2 separate regions of the Rattus norvegicus genome follow, and region 1 is linked to region 2. A link is a contact called in public Hi-C data. All regions are on one chromosome and are shown on one strand. The core of a region is the stretch at or near the end of the contact, and the rest is flanking DNA. Distances in the headings are between cores, read along the strand shown.

Evidence for each region. A called contact is a pair of places that touch in the nucleus more often than the background predicts.
Region 1: a Hi-C map of the A7r5 cell line shows a contact between it and region 2, with 7 times the contacts expected there. The contact joins the promoter of Phc2 here to the promoter of Gjb5 in region 2. A contact is called at or near these places in 2 of 12 Hi-C or Micro-C datasets (the A7r5 cell line and Schwann cells).

Annotation. Positions count from the first base shown.
Region 1 is chr5:146,332,948-146,337,341 of GRCr8, forward strand. Phc2 (polyhomeotic homolog 2) reads left to right here and starts at 2,291. Exons shown (of 14, transcript NM_001013169.2): 1 at 2,291-2,518. The coding sequence starts at 2,345.
Region 2 is chr5:144,965,741-144,970,021 of GRCr8, forward strand. Gjb5 (gap junction protein, beta 5) reads right to left here and starts at 2,311. Exons shown (of 2, transcript NM_019241.2): 1 at 2,175-2,311; 2 at 1-555. The coding sequence starts at 531.

The DNA.
Region 1 (4,394 bases), core at 1,041-3,540, 1.4 Mb after region 2:
GGTGCTGGATCCACACTCTGCTCTTCAGTGCCTGCCTGGCCAATGTCCCCATCAAGCCACCTCTTAAGCTGCCTTCCTATACTTTTTTTTTTTTGGTTCTTTTTTTCGGAGCTGGGGACCGAACCCAGGGCCTTGCGCTTCCTAGGTAAGCGCTCTACCACTGAGCTAAATCCCCAGCCCCTACTTTTTTTTTAATCCCATGCTGAAACCTACTATCTGAAGAAAGTGGCTTGAGAAATATCAACCTCAAATTGAAAGAAGACATTAACATCTGTCTCAGTTCTTTACACAAATTAGTGTTTTCATTGATATGAAAAATACTACTTTTTTTTGAGAATTTGGCGTCATCTACAAGGAGAGGATTGAATGTCTATGGCAGGTGATACATACACAAGATGGATATCTAGATGGATGGATGGATGGGTGATGGATGGATGACAGATGGATGATGGATGGATGGATGGATGGATGGATGGATGGATGGATGGATAATAGATACTGGTACTCTGTGTGTGTGTGTGTGTGTGTGTGTGTGTGTGTGTGTGTGTGTGTGTACACAAATAGGAATAGACAAAAAGGTTTAGGAAGAATGTGAAATACTAAAAGCGGAGCTCAAACTCTGGCCTGATGCCCATCTCCCACTGCTCTTCATTTCTTTCCCCCAAGCCCTCTGCATTGAGGCACTGGGCCTGGGAGGCTGGGTGATGAGGACAGACATCTGGACCACTGAAAGGTTTCTGGTGCTCCCTCCTAGCTAGGACATCAGATCCTGGAGACTGCATCAAGTCTGTCTTGGAAGAAGCATGATTTATTAAAGCCAGACAGTGGGAACCAGGCAGGGGACAGTATTATAACCATGGCAGAGGGGTGGGGTGGGGTGAGTAGGTCACTGACTAGGTGATAGCCTGCAGGCACTTGGCATGGCCTTTACTTTGTTCTTCATGGACTGTCACATTTGACAGGTTAAGAAACAGGGCCTATTGGGGTTGGGGATTTAGCTCAGTGGTAGAGCACTTGCCTAACAAGTGCAAGGCCCTGGGTTTGGTCCCCAGCTCCGAAAAAAAGAAAAAAAAAAGAAAGAAAGAAAGAAACAGGGCCTACAAGGGTACTGTGTATGGTCCCCAACTGAAAACTTGCTACACCAAGATTCAGACTCTAGTCCATAAAATCTTCAAAGCAGGAGGTTTTAGGTAGTCACCCAAGGTAGAGTCTGAGCTGAGTCCCTAGGGCGTGAGAGAGGACTTAAAGCAGAGACTGCAAGCACCTGAGGCTCCTTGGCCTTCCAAAACAAAACAACCATTTCTTCATTTGCCTCTTTTTTCCCACTTTGTTCTCCAGAGCAGCGGTTCTCAACCTTCGTAATGCTGCAGCCCTTTAATACAGTTCCTCATGTTGTAGTGACCCCCCAATCATAAAATTATTTTGGTGCTACTTCATAATGTAAATATCTGTGTTTTTTTATGGTCTTAGGGAGACCAGAGGGAGGGTCATTTGACACACACACACCAAGGGCTCACAATCCCTGGTTGAGGTGGAGATTTTTAAAATCTCACTTCTTTCCTGGGCTGTGTAGAGCTGGTGTAGGTTCAGGTATTCATTTTCTCCATCCCAAGGATGAAGAGTTCGGAGGAGTGCAAGGTGGTTCCTACCAGGGAGAACGTACCAAAAACCATTCTTCACTACTTCTGACAGCAGCCTTAGACTTTAGAGCACACACACCTGATTTCAAAAGTCTCCTAAAGAACCCATCTGGGGTTCAGTGTGACTCAAAGCCTCAGTTGAGAGCTGGGTATGGAGTTTGAGCACTGAGAAGGCCAAGACAGGAGGAAGATGGGTGAGTTTGAGGCCAACAGAGAGCCACATAGAAAGATCCTGTCTCTAAAAACTACACCAAAGTACAGCACAGGCCTGAGTTTACAAGTGGCTGATGGCAGCCTTCTTGAAGAGCTGGTGTGCGTCCAGTCTCACTGGCTGCTCCACGGAGCAGTTCTCAGTCCCTTACACAGCGGCACATAACCTACAGACGTCATCCCATGTGTTCCAAACAAGCTCTAAATGTCTTCTACAGACTAATGATGTGAGGTGCTAAGTAGCATCTACTGTATTATTTGGCAAGTAGCAATAAGGGGAGGTCCATATATGTTTAATTCTGACACAGTTTTTCCAACTGTTTTCCATCCTAGGTGACAGAATTCACAGAATCCAAAGGCTGGGACAGAGAGGGCCAAATGCTTGTGCCTGCGTGACAAACATTTGCTAAACTTTTTGTTTCTTTTCTCTTCCTTCCTAGCATCCACCTGCTCTTCTGCCACCGGAGCACCCTGACTGTGCCACCCCGTAGGCCATGGAGAATGAGCTGCCAGTCCCCCACACATCCAGCCGGGCCAGCATCACCACCAACACCAGTGGGACCAATAGTAGCAGTGGCTGCAGCAGCAGCAGTGGTGGTGGCAGTGGCCGCCCCACTGCACCCCAGATTTCTGTCTACAGTGGTATTCCTGACCGGCAGACTGTGCAGGTAAAATCCTATCAGCCTGGGATTTTATCCCTTCCTTCACAGGGCTGCTCAAAAGGAGTGTGGGAGTGGTCTGGTGGGATAGACAGGACAGCTCCAGAACGGGCAAAGAGAGTATGGGCCGGTGGATACATACTGTGTGTGAGGGGGAAGTGGTACCAGATATGTGCAACACAGGAAGCTGTGATAGAACCTAGATGGGAAAATCCCTGGCTCCCCCGAGGGATGAATGGTGAGAATGCTGCCTGCGGAGAACAGTTGTGTGAAACCATGAAGGCTAAAACTAGCCAAGAACAAAATGACTGGGAGTTTCCGCTCAGTCAAAGTCCAGACCAGTCATCTAAGTGGCCACTGCATTTAAAGAACTAACTTAAGGGGGCTGCAGGGACGGCTCAGCCATTAAAGCGTCTGCTGTGCAAATTTGAAGACATGAGCTTGGGTCCCCAGCACCCACTTAGAAAACTCTGTAGCACCGGTGCTTTTAAGAGTAGAGACATTTGGCTCCTTAGAACTCATTGACCAACCACATATCCTAGTCAATGAGCTCCGGAAGTGAGAGACCCTGTCTCAAAAGGAAAAAAAGGTTAACAGTGATCAAGATTGGCATCTGACATTGACCTCTGGTCTACACATGTACACACATGTACTAATATGCACACATACATACATGTGCATGCACACATACACAACACACATACACTTACACATACACAATACATACATGCACACATGTTTAATATGCATATACAAACAATACACATACACACATACATATAAACCACATGCACACATACACAATACACACTCATACACACACACATGCACAACACACATACTCTCACACACACTACAATCATGCACACATCTATGACACAACATACATACACACATACACATATACACACACAATATACACACATGTACAGGTACACATGTACAGGTACACATGCACAGGCACACATGCACATGCAGACAAGCACACACACATGGACACATATATTCACACATAAACATTCACACATACACATGTATATGCATATGCACACACACACACACACACACACACACACACACACACACACACACACAAATTTAAGGCTTCTGAGAACAAGTGGCCCCAGACAATTCTTTGTCCTTGAGACTTTATCACTTCTCTAAAGTTGGCCAAGTGCACAGTCCTCCGGGGAGTTAGACACAGTGCGGCTGTGATCGTGCACTGCCACCAATCACGGTATGCTCCTGGCACCGTGCTAAGCATTTTACATTACAATCTTTGTTTATTGTGAGACAAGATCTCACTCTATTCCAGATTGGGCTGGAACTCACTGTTCAGCACAGGCTGGCCTAGAATTTATGGCAATCCTCCTGCCTCAGCCTCTCAATGCTAGGCTTACAGGCACATACCACATGGCTGACCGTATGTCTTCTTCAGTTATGAGAATGACTGTTATTAGGCACAGGTCTACACTTGACGAAACAAAGTCTCAGATGAGGTAATGGCTAACAACCTAAAGAGGGAGGAAAGAACCTAATTCTCCAGGGTCCTCAAGCAGACGGCCTTTCCCACAGTTATTGTTATCTGTTTCAGCATCCTTGTAAATAGGGCAGGTCAGAGAAGCCACTACTGAGAAATGTTTAAGTAACTTGGCTGCTGCCGTTTGGACAAACTAGGCAAGTGACCTCATCCTGCCTTGGTCTTAAGCCCAGAAGAGGGGAAGAGGGAGAAGGCACTGCACAGAGTGGGAAGCCTGGGAAACTCTGCTGTAGACCAGGTCAGACATCCTGGCCTGTCACCCTCCCAGTTATCGCTGTTCACACTTCATCAAGTTGCGTTTCCCAGCCCCACCGCAGGCTCTTCTCAGTCCTCCCACACTGGAGT
Region 2 (4,281 bases), core at 1,061-3,560:
CTTGGCGATGAAGCAGTCCACTGTGTTGGGACATGGTGCCGAATGGCACTTGACCATAGACGGGAGGGTATATCTGGGGTAGAATGCATGGAAAAGGTAGAGGAAAATAATATCTATGGTGGCCTTGAACAACAGGCTGCAGACGTATGTCCACCAGAGTCCGCCTCGCTTCTTGCCGGGGTTTGGGTAGAGGTACCCTTTGCCAACTTCTTGCTGGTACTTCTTCTCTCGAGCCTTTCTATAGGCCACATGCATGACGACAAGCAAGGAGGGGCATGTGACCAGGATGAGCTGCAGGGCCCAGAGGCGCACGTGGGACACAGGGAAGAACTCATCATAGCAGACGTTGGTACAGCCGGGTTGCCTAGTGTTGCAGTCAAAGTCCTTCTGGTCGTCACCCCACACACGCTCGGCTGTCACCAGGTACACCAGCACACGGAAGACAAAGACCAGAGACAGCCAGATGCGACCAAAGGCTGTGGAGTACTTGTTGACCCCACTTAGGAGCCCCTCAAAGACGCTCCAGTTCATGGTGGACTCAAGGGCTGGTTGCTCCTGCAGGGGCACGAGATGTAATTTCCGACATTAGGAAATGCTCAGCGTGAGAACTTCACAGACATGTGTCATCACAGGACTAGGCAGTATTATACCCCCATTTTACAGCTGAGAGAAACTGAGGGTTAGAGGCGTTTAGGAAGTTACATGGCTATTAAGTGCAGAGCTGGCATGGAGGCACAGGTGGTTAAGTCAGAGCAGCCCTGCTCATAAAGTGGGTGGGGGCTGATGCCAGGAACCAGTCATCCCGAGTCCCTGAGCCTTGGGCTATTCTCCCTCTGATCTCCCTCTCCAAGAGACCCAGCTCTCTGTCCTGTTAATGTCCAGGCAATTAGGTGCCACTTACCTGAAGGCGGGACACTAGTAATTAGACGGACTTAGATAAGTAGGGAGCTACAGTGCTCTTTACACAAAAGGCTTCCCAGAACAAGCTGGTGGGCCAAGGTTCCCCAAACTGTTGTTTCATGGAACCCTGGTCCTTAGACAGGCGAGAGGAGCCGCAAGAGAAAATAATTCTGTGTTCAAGACAACCTGGCAAGTAGCTAGGCTCAGCAGAATTAAGCAGGTCACTTCGCTCACCCACGCTAATAAACTAATTCCCTTTGTGACTCCCTCAAAGCCGGGTGCAGAAGGCAGCATTACCCCAGCTCCTTTGACCACAGAGCCCCCTTTCATGTGGGCAGCTCTGATCATGTTTGTGGGACAGCTTTGTTAGACACCAGTGTGGAACACGCTTTTCAGGTGGGTTCTGCCGGTGAACTTGGTGTGAGTGACTAACTCATCTTCATTTGAGCAAAAGGGTCCCATGGGGTAAGAAATCCCCTCTTCCTGATTCCTGGGGGAATGATGGGGGTCCACTGGGACCAAGGCGCTGTGCACCCTCAGAAAGCCGCACACTTCCACGTGCTGGCTTGTGTGGAAGGTCACAGTCGACCTGATCTCAGCAGGGTCAGCTGCAAAGCACCGTCAACTCCCATCGTGCAGTAAGAGGCATTTTTCGAAAACCAGCATTATTCCCTTATAGCAAGGGGTATGGTATTTTTCTCACCTAGCGGCGGTCAGAGAGCTAGTAAGTAACAGAGTCAGGACTCAGACCTAGGCTGGCTGGCTCCAGAGTTCACTCTGCAAACGGTTCAGTTTTGAATTGGAGTCCTTTCCTCAAGTCTTAGTGAACTGCCTGTTCTCCCATGCAACTCCCTTCTCTTTCGGGTGACTCTTGGGTAAGAGCGTGTGGGGGGTGTCTCTACTCCCCACCCCATCTGGCTAAATCACTCCCCACTAGGCCACGTGGTGGCCTGGCTTTGAGTCATTGACTTCTCCGCACAGTCCTGTCTCAGGTGGGTGGAGCTGGCAGCGTCCTAGGAACACCCAGGGAGGCCTAGCCCTAACCTCAGGGCTCGGCAGGCTCCGGAATTGTGGTTCAGTCTGTAGCGGAGCTCCGCCCTGCTCGGCCCCTTTCCTTCAGCTCCCCCCCAGTTCTGTCACCTTTGCCGGTTGGGGAGAGGAGAGCCCAGAATACAGGGAGTAGTGCTTCCCTTTACCATCAGGACACATGTATCCAGGTCACCACCCTCCAGCCTCCTCCAGAGAAACCATCCCTGTTAGATCGAGTCCTTTACCTGAGCAGCGACTCCTTATGGCTCCCTAGTACCGCTCCTGGAAGCTAGCAGTTGGGGTTCAGCAAGCATCAAAATTCATGTCAGAATCAGGCAAGGGTTTCTGGTAAAGCTCATAGTTGGGGCAGAGGCTGCTGAGCAGCCCAGGCGTGTCCTGTCGCCAGGAGGTGTGTGTGTGGGAGGAGCTGTGGGCTGCCTAGCCATTGGCTAGGTCCAGGTCTCTCAAAGACTGCCTCCAATGGAGCTCGGAAAATCCTAGGGGTTTCCCTCCCCCCCAAAGCAAGAATTCCAGCATCTTCTCAAGAGAAACTCCTGAACTTTAACCTTTCACCCCCAACCTCATATGGGGATGAAACGCTAGCCCTGCCCTCTTTAAATTCTTCTTTCAGAAGTCTCCAGGGCCAACTCTTTAGAAGAAGGCTATTAAGGGTTGATGACTGAACACTCTCTCTCTCTCTCTCTCTCTCTCTCTCTCTCTCTCTCTCTCTCTCTCTCTCTCCTCTTCCCTTTTCCCTCCTCCTCTTCCTCCCTCTGCCTGGCCTTGCAGCTGAGGCTCACATCCCTGCACGCAAGTCCTTCATCTCTGTGTGTGGGCCTCACCGCCTTGATTTGACTCTCCAGTTACCTCTCCAGTTCCTCCCTTTGCTATGTATGTTTGCTTTTGTATGAAAAGGGACTTTAGATACAGCCCAGACTGGCCTCCAACTCTGGGTCCTCCTGGTTCAGCCTTTTGTGTACTGAGACTCTCTGCTTGTAGACTAATGAACGTTCGTTCGCTCACCGCGCACCCAGGCCGGTGGTGGCTCATGCCTGGATGAACTGTACCCGTCCCAAACCTTCTTTCCTAAGGCACATCACAACCTTTTGGTGCTCTGGAGATTCGAAAAGCATCTCGGCGCTATGCTCTGGGGGCATTTTAAAAATCATCCAAAACAAACAAAAAAGCAAAAGGAAGTGTGGGGTGTGGCTCAACCAGTGGAGAGCTCACCTAGCGAACATAGAGCCTTGGGTTAGATCCCCACTGAGGCAGGAAAGGGGTGTGGTGGCGCATGCCTGTAATTCCAGCACCTGGGATTTGGGAGACAGGTCACCTTGTCTATGTAACAAGTCTGAGGCTATCCTGGGCTAGATGAGACTGTCACAAAACAAATAACATAAAACGAGAAAGAAGGACACGTGATGCAGGGTTTATAGGAGATCTGCAAGAAGGCAGGCTTGGCTCCCTTGAGTTCAGCCCCAGAAGTGCTGGGGCAGCTCCGAATTTTCACCATGGTGCCCAAGTCTAGATTTTTGTGTTCTATACACATTCTAATGAGCAGATGAATTCTACGGCGTCTGTGACTAAACCTATGTGTGAGCCTTCCCACCCCACAGTGGAGAGGAAAGGCTGGTTGAAACCGGTCCCTGCAGTGGTTTATGGGTTGCATTTGGGGCACACTAAGCAGCTGTGGTACTTTTGGTGGGTTCTATTTGGGTGACTCGGTTGGTGGCAAGGCCACTGATGAGAGCAGGGGTCTTCGGACTTTCTTGAGGAACAAATGGGGAAGGAGGTGGAAGGTCCCCTGCAGAGGGTCGGGGTGCTGGGGAGTTCAGCAGGAGGCTTCCTGTCCAATGGGACAGCAGGAGACACTGCACAACAGGAGAGGGGCCAGGCGGAGGTCTCAGGAGCACCCACGCTTTAGGGGACAGGCAAAGAGAGGCACGTGGAGAGGGAGCTGGGTAGTCAGGGCCAGGAGGGGCTGGGAGAAGGCTGTGAAGGGGAAGGCAAGGGACGAGAGCCACAGATCGCTCTTGGCCTTGCACCAGAGTGATTTCAATCATGGGGTGGGTACAGAAACTGGAGGGTGTGGGCAGAGAAGGTACTGTTGGTCCCATTTCTGGATGCTAGCTAGGAGAGGAGACAGGCAGGGCTCCAGGTGGAGGGGTGGGCCAAAGGGAGTGCTTTCAGGAGAGATGAGAGATCTGCAGCTGAGAGGAGGAGTCCAGGGGGAGGGCAATGGTTTGCACCTGGTCTTGCCTCACATCCCCCATCATCTCCTTCCCCACAGGATCTTTCTGGACCTAATTAACTGGCTTCACCACCTTCTACACGTACTCCTGGCTCAGGTGG